Linked DNA regions of Mus musculus: region 2 is linked to region 1. A link is a contact called in public Hi-C data. All regions are on one chromosome and are shown on one strand. Each heading gives the region's core, a stretch centred on a gene start, on an enhancer-like site or on the middle of the called end of the contact. The rest is flanking DNA. Distances are from core to core; before and after follow the strand shown.

Region 1 (5,781 bases), core at 1,994-4,493:
TAGATAGATAGATAGATAGATAGATAGATAGATAGATAGATTAGATAGATAGGCAGACAGACAGACAGACAGACAGACAGATTCTTGTTTGGCTAAGTTAAAGGGATTATTTTATCTGTATCTGATTTGGGATGGGCCTTTGTGTTACCTGTTAAACATTTGAAATTGCAATTTGGAAGCCCCCAAGAGCTAGACCCTTCATTTTCAAAGATGAGGGCTGCTAACAAATTTGGGAAAATGTGCCATCATTTCATAAAAGTAGACTTCAAAACTTAGAGTAAAAAAAAAACTCTATTTTAATGTTTTTAGTTTGAGAAAAGATAATGGAAAACTTTGTGATTAATGTACCTACGGCAGCTTTTCAGACTACTGTGCAGTTTGATGAGTGTCTAATATTTGTAAGTTAGGGGAATCAGAGAGAGCTACCTCAATGGATAAAAACATAAGTATCCTAAGTTTCTTCCCATTTGTCATCTAGGGAATCCTTTAAAACTGCTTCTAAGAGGCTTATACTATTACATTACCTACATGATAGAGTGTTGATAGGGATAACTTCGATTTTATTTTCTTCTGGTAACTGTACAGATAAACTGGATACAGAATTGAATACTTCGGTAGAATATGTTAAATTTACAGACATATGCTCAAAAAAATGACAGATTTGTGTCTAATGCTTACATAATGGCTTCAATTTTTTTCACCTTTGGCTCCTCCCATATTTGGCTCACAATTATCACTACGTCTCAGTTTCATTCTGTATTCAAAAAGAGGCAGGTGGCAATAAATACCTACCTAATAAAGTTCTTATGAAAATAATACTAATAATCTGTTTCACATATTCACATATGCTCTTCTCAATAAGAAAAACAGTACAGCTAGATATAGTATGAAAATATGCCAGACATTATTATTAGTGAAATACTATAATATCACAAAGCCATCTACGTGTGTTATAGTTAACTGGTAACCATCAGTTTTACTAATAATAATATCAGTGCTTTTTCTTTGTAGAGACTCTGACACATAATAGACATGTGATAATGCTTCTGAAGGCTTATTTTATAATATCGCAATGTCATGGTCAGTGTCCTTGGATTTTTTATTGTGGTAGTTAAAGACATAGTATACTCTCGTATATAGTGTAAAGAAGAAAATCCTCTTTTAACTTGCTTCTGACATATTCTATAAATGGAGTCACCTTACCGAACTTCTGGCAAAATTAACTTTATGAAGCTGCATTCAGAGCATCCAAAAGATAGGAAACCATAGAACATCAGAAGGCAGTTGGAGGAATCTGCACAAGAACAGTGAATGGGACTGTGAGCCAGCTGGAGTCGTGACCAGACATCCAGCAGAATTCCATCTGGCCTGGGCACAGGAACTTCTTTGCCGTCTGGGCACCATGAAGCGTTTCCTGGTTTCTTCCTAGTCTGGTTCTCTGGCTGTCACCTCTCTACTCTGACCAACAGCCTGTTCCATATTTGACCTGCTCTGATTTCTGGCTCTGACTCCTGGATGTGGCCTTGTTGCCATGACTACCAGTCCTGGGTTTTGACTCAGCTTGGCTTCTGCTTGCAGTTTCTGATCTCACACAGCCGGGTGCTCAGTTTCCAGTTTTGGCTTCACGTATCAGTATTTTCCGCTGGCTCTAGCCCCTCAACCTTCTTAGTTTCACCCTTTGGTTTCTGATATCTAAGTCCAAGGACTCAGAAACATGTTTGAAGGAAACACTATTCTAGTATCTCACAATGACATAAAAATTAGAGTTCCAATTTTTCATTTTTTATTCTCAATTTTTATTTCTCATGAAAGACACGAGCATTAGTCTAAATAAATATGCTTCAATTGAAAATCACATCCAACATAAATAATGGGAAACCATTTGTATAAGACAGTTGTAGGTTCTCAATGCAAAGGCACATATTACACTCTCTACTTCATCTGTTTTTTCGACAATAAAGACTACAAACTGAGCAACAGAAATCCAGGGGTGACCAAAATGATGCACAACAGGAACTCATAAGAAGTCATTTGGCATGCCATCACTCTTGATGAATTAAAAGACTTTGAACAGAAAGACTGAGATTCTAAGTTTAACTAACAAAAAATAAGAAATTTCAGAAAAATAAATCTTGATGAAAAAACAAGGAGAAAGGTGTTGCATTGTCAACAAGAGTCATCAAGAAAGTGGTTAGAGTTCCATTTTAACTCTGTGTGTGTGTTTATCCACAAAAAGATCCAAAGATTTATGAATAAGCTACATTATGGAGGCATGAACAAGACAATTTTGCCTATCAGTTGAAAGAGGTTTTTTTGTTTTTGTTTTGGATGGTTTTGTAAAGAGACTCATAGTGGATATTGAAAGTAGATGAGGGAATTTTACAAATATGCAGGATAAGAAAAGTAATGACTAGTTAATATAAGAGAAACGGAGAGTAGAAAAGAATGCATACAGTAGACCTGTTTAACTATAAAATATTTATAGAAAGCCTGTCTCTGGAAGCATATTGGCATAACAGGGTTAACTAGCTGAATTATACTAGCGTCTTTTAGACGCTCTTTCTTGATTTTTTAGAGGGATTTGACCACAGAAAATCAAGTACAATGTTCCCAAACTTGATTGGGAATCAAAATCGCTTGAATAGATTTTGAACTCTCCTTCATATTTAGTAATAGAACATGGAGTGTTTTATTTTTAATAATTTTGGACACAGTGATAAGGCATTCATAAAGGACCTAAAAGTTGCTGAACGTAGGAAAACTACATTTATTAAAACTTTCAGTTTTCCCTTAGGTTAAAATAAGTTACCAATACAGTCTTTACCTATGCTATTTCTATGCTATGTTAATGAAAACCAAATAAAACCCATGTCTTATTTCTCCATATCTTGACACAGATGCAAAGATGAACTCTAAACACAATAATTATATGTGCATGCATACATTATTTAGAAGAAAATTTCAATAAAATAAATTTTGAGTGTAATTAGCACCCTTTTACCGATTTGTTATTGGATTATGTTTGGTTTATAATTATAGACGTATGCTATGTATTTCTTTGTGGCTAACAGGCCAGTGAACCCCATCCCACAGTTGTCAGCCTGGATGGCTTCAGTATGTCCCGCTAGCAGAATTATAGTTGAAAGTCTGTGGTTCTTTTTTTATCTTGCTCCAAGCTCCATGGTGCTCAGCCAACCAAGACGCTCCAATTGCCTTCAAAGATGACTCTTCACTCGAATGAGCACTGTGGGGTGCAGAGTTAGAAGAGAGTCTGGCCTCAAGTAAGACGATTTAACATATGCCTCCTTTTAGATCAAATCCTATCTAAACAGGATTCTCTGAAATCTTAAGGCATGTGTACATCTCTGATTTCCAATAGTACAGAAACCGAGATGAACTTTATATATAAAAGAAACAAGATACAGATGTAAGGATTGTGAACAGAGCCAGCATGTCAGTTACTTACACAGAAATTAAACAGTCATGAAACAACTCTTTGAAAAAATGGAATTAACGTTTGAAAAGATAGCCCACTTTCTTATGTTAGCTAAGATGTTTCCATGTTTGTTCTAACTTGTGTGTTTAGTCCTTCAGTTTCTGGGTGTCATTCACTACCAAACTGATAATATATTCTCTATTTCCCCAAGGCCTTCTAAGGCAGTATTAATTCAGTGGCATTTTTCTCTGATGCTGTCAGGTTCTGACCAGATGTTTTTTTTTTTCTTGTGACATTTGGAAGGATCCTGCTGTCTTCAGAGCTGCAAAGCAATATCTGAAGAAGTTTCTCTTATTTATTTATTTTTTTATTTATTGCTTTAATAAAATGCACCTTTTCAAATATAACTTTTTAATTTCCTGAGATACTAACTTTTCAGTAATGTAAGTGAAACATATCAGAAATTATAAAGTATAACAAGAAAATGGCATTTGCTACAACAAGCTATTCAGGGATAAGACATTTTTCTTCTATGATTATGTTCCTGTAAATTCTTTAGGCTATTATTCTCCTATCAGAAAACTAATTTTCATTGTTATAAAAATTGAAAAAAATGTGATATTAATTTTTCATATACCGCTACAAATACAGCACAGGTATATATTTAACTTTATTCTCTAAGTAAATACTTGTACTCTATGGTTCAACTATAGTCTAGGGTGGAACTATTTCTTTTCAGAATTGAATCTGCTACTAATCATCTTTCTCACAGTTAAAGTTCACAACAAATGTCCAAATATTATGTAACTAAAGCAAGTATACCTGACCTCTTTATTTTCACCTATTTAACACAGAGTTGTTTTGGTACAAAGATCAGAAGAGACCACAAATGAAGCTTGTCTTCAACCTATTGCTCTTTTCTTACCACGTCTTCAAATAATCTCCTCAGGCTGACTGGTGTAGATCCTTCCCTACTTGGATACACCACTCTGCACTGAATCAGACCAGAAAGATAAAAGGGAGGTCTGGGTGGGGTGGTAAATGGTGGCTATTTAGATCTCATCTTCTATATTGCTTTTGAATAAGGTATTTCAATAGTTTTATTTTATTTTTGTTGATGTCTTTCATTTTGATTCCTACCATCGATATCCTTAACATTTTCTCTCAGAATTCCCAGCTTCCCATAAGCAATCAGTTCCTGATACTTCCCATCACTATTTTCTAACACACACACACACACACACACACACACACACACACACACACACACACACACACACTTGCACACATGCATGCAGGCATACAATGTATAAATGCACACATGCTCAGGCACACACAGAAATATTTTTCACCATGTCACATTAAATACACAAATGTGGGAATGTGATTGTGAGCAGATTCCCACACTAAATTCCCACATGAAAATGAGACTAAATATTTTTAAGATTGACCTGGGTTATTACATCCAAAAGACCGTGCATGTTAACTATGTCCAAAAGCATTCGAACCCAGCACTCTATGATTCAGTGTCTAAAGCAATCACAAATGCATTTTCCCCAAAGATATTATGCTCCTCACTATTCCAAGCCTTGAAGTCTGTCAGAGTGGCGCTCTGCAGAGAAGCTTTGTCTCTCAGTGTCCCTTTATGCACCAATGCATGTGTTTATTTGGATTATGTTAAAACTAACTGTATCTGCATGTGAAGAAAACTGTGAGCAAGTTTTGTCACTCTTTTTCTCTAATGTTTCCATTTCAGTTGGCAGCAAATTATGGTCTATGACTTGGCTCCACCATGCTTTCATGGTCTAACCCAAATAAACAAGGGCAAACCTCAGGGGAGCTCTCAGTGGTGAGCAATTTTAATTAGCAAAGGATCCTGAAGCTGCACATTCAAAACAAAATATTACTCAGCAAACAATATTGGTGCCGCCAGGAAAGGTTGTGTTCACAGCTTGTGAAAGTGCAGGAAGCTTTAGGGAAGAGCTGGGGAGGGGTAATGAGAAGTGTCACTTAAAGTTAGTTCCTGGATCTAAGATCAAAGTGAAGGACACTCATCATCTGGCACAGGCACTCGAATCCAAGTGTCAAGCTTCAGAGTTATCTCAATTCTGCCATTTCTAAGAGGAAAAGAAAAAGGTTCCCTTAGAACGAATTATTTCTCTAAGAAATAAGATTCCTCAATCTGTAAATACTCAGGCACTAAAGGAAATGGAAAACAGAGAAGTAATTAGGATTCTAGCGAAAATCAGATTGTAGCCTCAAAAAAGCATGACTTGTGGAATGTTTATTTTTAGTTATAAGTTCACCTGGCTGAATTTTGATTGGCTTTTACTTATATACTCTCT
Region 2 (5,781 bases), core at 1,546-4,045, 530 kb before region 1:
TTTTAAATGATGGACATGGTGGGAGCCGATCCAGAAGGGAAAATGGAAACCAGGCAGGACAAGAAAGCACGTGTGACTGCTTCTTCTGATTCATTCTATATAAATTATTCAAGCGTATGTGAGCAAAGAGGTGACATACTTGTTCTTGAATGGACATTATTATGTAGAATTTCACTAGGTACACTAACATGTGCAGGACTCTAATTATATTGGCTCTAGGGGAGAATAGGAATTTTGTTCATTTTTCTTGCTTGTATAATGTCTTTAGTTTGATGTCCTTCCATAGTCTTTGCTGACAAACCATCTTTGCGTTTCACTAATGTGCATCTTTCCTACTGTCCAGTTCCAAGCCTTTTTCAAGCTCTCAGCAGTTGACTAAGAAACTATCTAATCCCTTTTAGAACTCCAAAAAGCAATGGTGGCAGGGGCTTTGGTACTTTAAGCTTCCACTGCAGTGGTATGAAGGGTTGTTATTGAGCGGCTATTTACGCATGTCTCCCTGCCAGCTACTTACTTAGCCACATTTTTTTTTCTTCCTAATCTTCAGCATTCATCCTGAGAATATTTATTTTAGTTGGAAATAAGCATAGCAGTGATAGGAGTTTGGGATTCACCTGCAGATGAATACCATCACAGACCAGGAAGCCCAGGCGACACATTTTGCATAGATCTGTATGAACACAGTGAACCCTTCATAAGCTCATAGACTGCAGGAAATCAGTGTTGAAAATTAAGGAGGGCTTTAAAGATTTGCAAAGTAGAGCGCTTTGTAGAATGCTGGAATTGCAGGTGCCTATTAAATATAAAGTAAAGGCTTTGTAATACAACCAGCTAACACATTTCCCTCCACATTAGAGTGATTTATAGCCTAAAGAATTAGATTTGCCCCTTTTTTTTTCAAATGCAGACACATTGGATATATTCAAAAGAATGAAAATCTCAGACATGCCTTAGAGTGAGCAGGTTTCCTCTTTGATGTTCCTGATTCGGAAGAACAGATTGTCCAGGAGTACGGGCTCTTTTTTTGGAGATACCTCTGATGCCTGTGATTTGGGCCTTCACTTCTCCTACAAAAGCACTCTCAAATTTGTGAATAGAATCAGTTCTGACTGAATTAAAAATGAAAGCCCTTGATATCTCGAAACATATTTCAAGCAATTGGTAGAATTCCTTTCTGCCTCATTTTCCAATATTGTATATCCATTCCATGATTTTTTTAGTCCAGGCATGTATAGATTTTATACATTTACCTCCATGATAATGTTGAGAAAATGGCTGGCAGTTCACTCATACTTGATGTTGCAGACTAGGGTGCTTATATTCAAAATTGTAGGAATGACCATATGTACTTCAAAATAGTTACAAATATGCTTTTAATTTTAAAAACTTTTTTTTTTGCTTCCATGTAAATCATGTGAGTCTCACAATCCGAACATGGCAAAGTGGCGGGCTCTTTTCATCATGATTACTTTGGGAAACAAAAGACTAGCAATCACAATGCACAGAGTGAAATTTTTTACTTCTTCCCCCATTTCCTCATTAAACAAACATCAATAAGGAGGAAATAGAAGCAGGAGGCACTATAAGATGAAGCTGTATCTTTCAAAGAAAGAAAATGTCTTCTGCTGACAGTAGTTCCGTAGTAGATCTCTGAGAAAAAGGATACTGGTGCTTTTTTGGATTCTGAGGATACAACCAATCTGGGCCTCTGTGTGATAACAGCTGCATGCTGAGGATTTTCAAATACTCTGCTACACAGGATTCTGCAGGAGACTGTGTAGATGGTGCAAGTGACAAATGGAGACAAAATGGAGTGTGCTCTGAGATGTGAGTTGATGCCCTCCTGGGTCATATATTCATGTTATTGAACTGATTTTCACATTGGAAATCCTGAGACACAATGGCCTTTCCTCTGTATCAGCTGAGAGTGAACCTGTGCCAGCAACTTTTCTTTGCTCTGTGTCTTATTAAGTCACTAGATGAAAGACATTCATTTGTGTTGTTTAGCATAATTTCAGCTTCTCAGCATCTCAGCTGATTTTAAATGGTCTATATTGTTTCTCTAGATCTCTTTACCATAAACAAAAGTATATAAACACAAAAGCACATGCACCCAGAGAGGTAAATATCTTGACAGTATACATAAAGTGCGTAATAAACTTCATAACATCCCCTTCCTTTTTCAAAATACCAGAGAGACCCTCTAATTTTTTTCCATCTTTATTTTTATTTTTTTATTTTTTGCTTTGCTCACTATGCATTTTTATTAGATATTTTTAAATTTACATTTCAAGTATTATTCCCTTCCCTGGTTTCCCTTCGAAAACCTCCTATTTTCTTCCCCACCACCCCTGCTCACCAACCCACCCAATCCCTCTTCCTAGTCCTGGCATTCCCCTACACTGGGGCATTGAGCTCTCACAGGACCAAGGACCTCTTCTATTGATGACAGAGTAGGCCATCTTCCGCTACATATGCAGCTGGAGCCATGGGTCCTCCCATGTGTACTCTTTGCAAACCCTCAATTTGAAGTTAATTTTTCATTCACTGCTCTTAAAATTTTCCTTTCTTCATTCTTGTCTTTCCTAATAAGTAGGCATAATATTTTGTTTTATTGTACCTAGGTTAAAAATGTTTTATCTCAGTGTATTCAAATTTCCTAAATAAAAGCTGATAGAGTTTATATGATAATTGCCTATACTTTTGCCTCAAAATTCAAATAAGTGTGAACATTAGCTTGCAGTACTATAAAATCAGTGAGGATCTCTGCGGTGTCTTAGCATGATTTGAAGCCCTCATTTCAGTCTTGACAGGAAGATCTTTCATAAATACAGTGACAGCAAAATATGTTCATTTCACTGATGGTTTTTTAAATATGGCAATAATTGACAAAAACCCTTTGATACTTGACATCTCTTATTTTAAACAATTCAATTTTGCTTGAGGTAAGGGTTATTGACTTCTGGGTAGTAGTAGGAGCAGTGAGCCTCAGGGTTTAAAGTTTTCCTGCCAGGCCATCTGTTCCTAGCAGGACAGTGCATCCTCTCCAGCTGACAAAGGCCCACCCCAGGTATATAGCCAGGATGGTACCAAGCACAGACCTGGTTTTAGCATCAAATGTCAATGCGGGCATTCCACAGGCTGAAGCATTACTATCTGCAGTATAGTAGTTAAGGAGAACTGTAGTGACTTCTCCAGAGTGTCAAAGTGACTCACTTACATTTCTTTACCCTTACATGAACTTTCAGTAGTGATGACTGAAGTGAACTGAATTGATGAGAATCTTAGAAATCTTCTGAGAGAGTTTTGAATTTAAACTTAATCCTCGTATCATACTTTTCATTTATATTTTGTCTACAAAATTGTATAAGAGGACACAAACATTCTTAGGCCGTTTACATTTCACACCATCTAACTGTATTTGACTTGACCAACTTGCTTTTTTCTTATGTAACAGTAGGTGTGTCTGTTACATTATATATCAAGGCTTCCAAGATGGGAAGGGTGGAAGACGTAAATCAGAAAGAGGAATCCTCTCATTGCATCTTCATATTTGCAGTGTTTTCTTCCTTTTCTTTTTTCCTCTTCTCATTGATGTGACAAAATATGGACGAGATCACACTAAGGCAAGAAGCAAAAGTTTATATTGGTTCATAGACTGAAGGCAGTGTTCATCACGATAGGAAAGGTATAGCAGCAGGGACATGAAGCAGCTGGTCAGATTACACCTTCAGGCTGCAGACAGAGATACACGAATGCTTGTGTCAGCATACCATCTACTCTATTCCTTCTGGGATTCCAACCTTTGTGATTTCCTTAATTTAAAAACACACTGTGTAAGCAAACTGGTTGAAAGTATTTCTCCATGGTGAGCCTAGATTCTAACAGGATGGCAGTCAGTATTAACTATCACAGTATTTAGATGGAATGCGTACTGAGTGTTTTCCCTAAAATATAATGTCCACTGAATTTGTGTTGTTCCATGGTTGAGAAAGATAAGAAAAGATACAGGCAAAGGTGCCATGCAGTTATTCTTAGCGCACTCATTGGTAAAGTAGAAAATGCACTAGAATCTAACAAGTGCTCTATAAAGGGAAGCAAAATAATAATTGAATAGTGATTAATGCAGTGTCTGGTTACTATATTAATTTTAGAAAGATAAATTTAGTGTCTAATAGAACTCAGAGGATTCTTACATGCTGAAGCTTCAAATGTGCCTTTGAGATGATTTGACCTATTTAATTCATTTTTGCCAGCTAGTAAATTGGAGACCATAGAAATAATTTGATACTTGTCATAGCAGAAATGACTGGATGATCTACTATATGAAAATGTTGTCATTATTAATACAGCCTTGCATCACCTAGCAAGTAGAAGTAGGCCCTTGATTTCTCAGTTTCGTGGACATATGTTTACTTATTAAGATTATTGTGACGTTAAGTTTGCAAACATCAACCAGCTATGGAGTATGTTCTTCAGGCACTCAAGGACCGTCTTCCATCTCTTTTGTCTAAACATAGCAGCTCCACACTGAGAGAGGTACCCAGTTTACTTAACAGATGAATATTCTTTTAATTTCGCTTATAATTGTTTTGTTTTACTGTACTTTTTTAAAAAATTTCTGTAGGTATGACTTTGCATTCATCTACTTTTCCTTTAGCATCATTTTCATTATTAGATGTTATAAGAAGTTGATCTGTAACAACATGGAATACAATGCATAAAACGCTTTGCTTTGATCTTAGTTCTCATTATTTTGTCTGTGAAATTACTTCACCTTTTCTCCTTTAGTATTTTACCTGTACCCGTTTCAGTTGTCTGCCACATTTAAAATCATCTTGTTCCCCTTAGCACTTGTTATTAATGGAGTTCTTTGTCTATTACCCATAGGAGCGGCCCCCACCTGGGGATTTTCACCTCTCACATCACTCCTATTACAAAACAACATATAAAAACCAAATCTGTTGCACAGTCAGTACTTAACGCAGCTGGAATCATTTGAAACCTGCTGGTTCTTGCTTCCAATTATTCCATAGACTAGAAAGCATCTCTGTTGAAGTAACAGCATCCACCGCGTAAGCAAACTAGTTGAAATGTCTGTGAATATATGGATCATGTTTCTAGAATTTGCCAAATTGATGTCAGAAGTCGAATGTCCAACAGCTCTTACTACTTTTTAATTTTAATATAATATATTTTGATCTATGCGTAAGCTATTAATGACTGAGTATTCAAATTTGCAGTCTGTGAGTATGTGGGTGACTTAGATATTAATAATGACAAAATATAAAAACATAGCACAATAGGATTTTACCCAAAGATACCATTTTTTAATACACTAGGCTAAAATAATTTCCTTCGTCTTCACAGCTAAAAGCATCAGGATGAAATTGAAATTTGTGACTAAAATTGAAGCAAAGTACAGTGGAAATTTGTAACTAATTATTTTTATTAACCATATAGGAAGTTACTATAGCCAAATTTCAATTTATTTCTTATGACTTTGACTATGAAAATTAAAATTTTAATATCTTACCGGCTTTCACCACTCCTGGGTTACATTTGGGATTGGCCTTTGATTTAATTCTAATCTCATGTCAGCCAGTATCTCCTTAGTGACTTTAAAACAAAACATAAAGGTAATTATTCACCATTACTAACCATTATTTCTTGTGTTCAATAATACCCATAATCTAAGGGAAAATGGTACAGCTTCATTTAGACTTCATGTTTCATATTAACATGAGTGTCTATAGACATGGACATACCTGATGGGGTTTT

What was found. Hi-C and Micro-C count contacts between places; a contact is called where the count stands out from the background.
Region 2: a contact with region 1 is called in a Hi-C map of cerebellar granule neurons, with 2.0 times the contacts expected there. The contact joins two enhancer-like sites. A contact is called at or near these places in 2 of 39 promoter capture datasets (cranial neural crest and embryonic stem cells), 3 of 484 Hi-C or Micro-C datasets (cerebellar granule neurons, cerebellum and nephron progenitors), 11 of 115 datasets of contacts at active chromatin or transcription factors (the 230-238 cell line, embryonic basal ganglia, embryonic fibroblasts and 8 more) and 2 of 9 other capture datasets (adipose tissue and pancreatic islet).

What each region holds. Positions count from the first base shown.
Region 1 is chr14:93,346,778-93,352,558 of GRCm38.p6, reverse strand. All of the region lies in intron 3 of Pcdh9 (protocadherin 9), which reads left to right. Among named protein-coding and RNA genes, the nearest start is that of Gm23509, 210 kb to the right of the region's middle. Within about 2 kb of position 3,243, at least 3 of the 459 cell types and tissues checked have an H3K27ac peak or open chromatin away from gene starts, as enhancers often do. A contact at or near this core is called in cerebellar granule neurons and cerebellum, where this site is marked.
Region 2 is chr14:93,873,440-93,879,220 of GRCm38.p6, reverse strand. The region is part of intron 2 of Pcdh9 (protocadherin 9); the gene reads left to right. Among named protein-coding and RNA genes, the nearest start is that of Pcdh9, 14 kb to the left of the region's middle. Within about 2 kb of position 2,795, at least 3 of the 459 cell types and tissues checked have an H3K27ac peak or open chromatin away from gene starts, as enhancers often do. A contact at or near this core is called in cerebellar granule neurons and cerebellum, where this site is marked.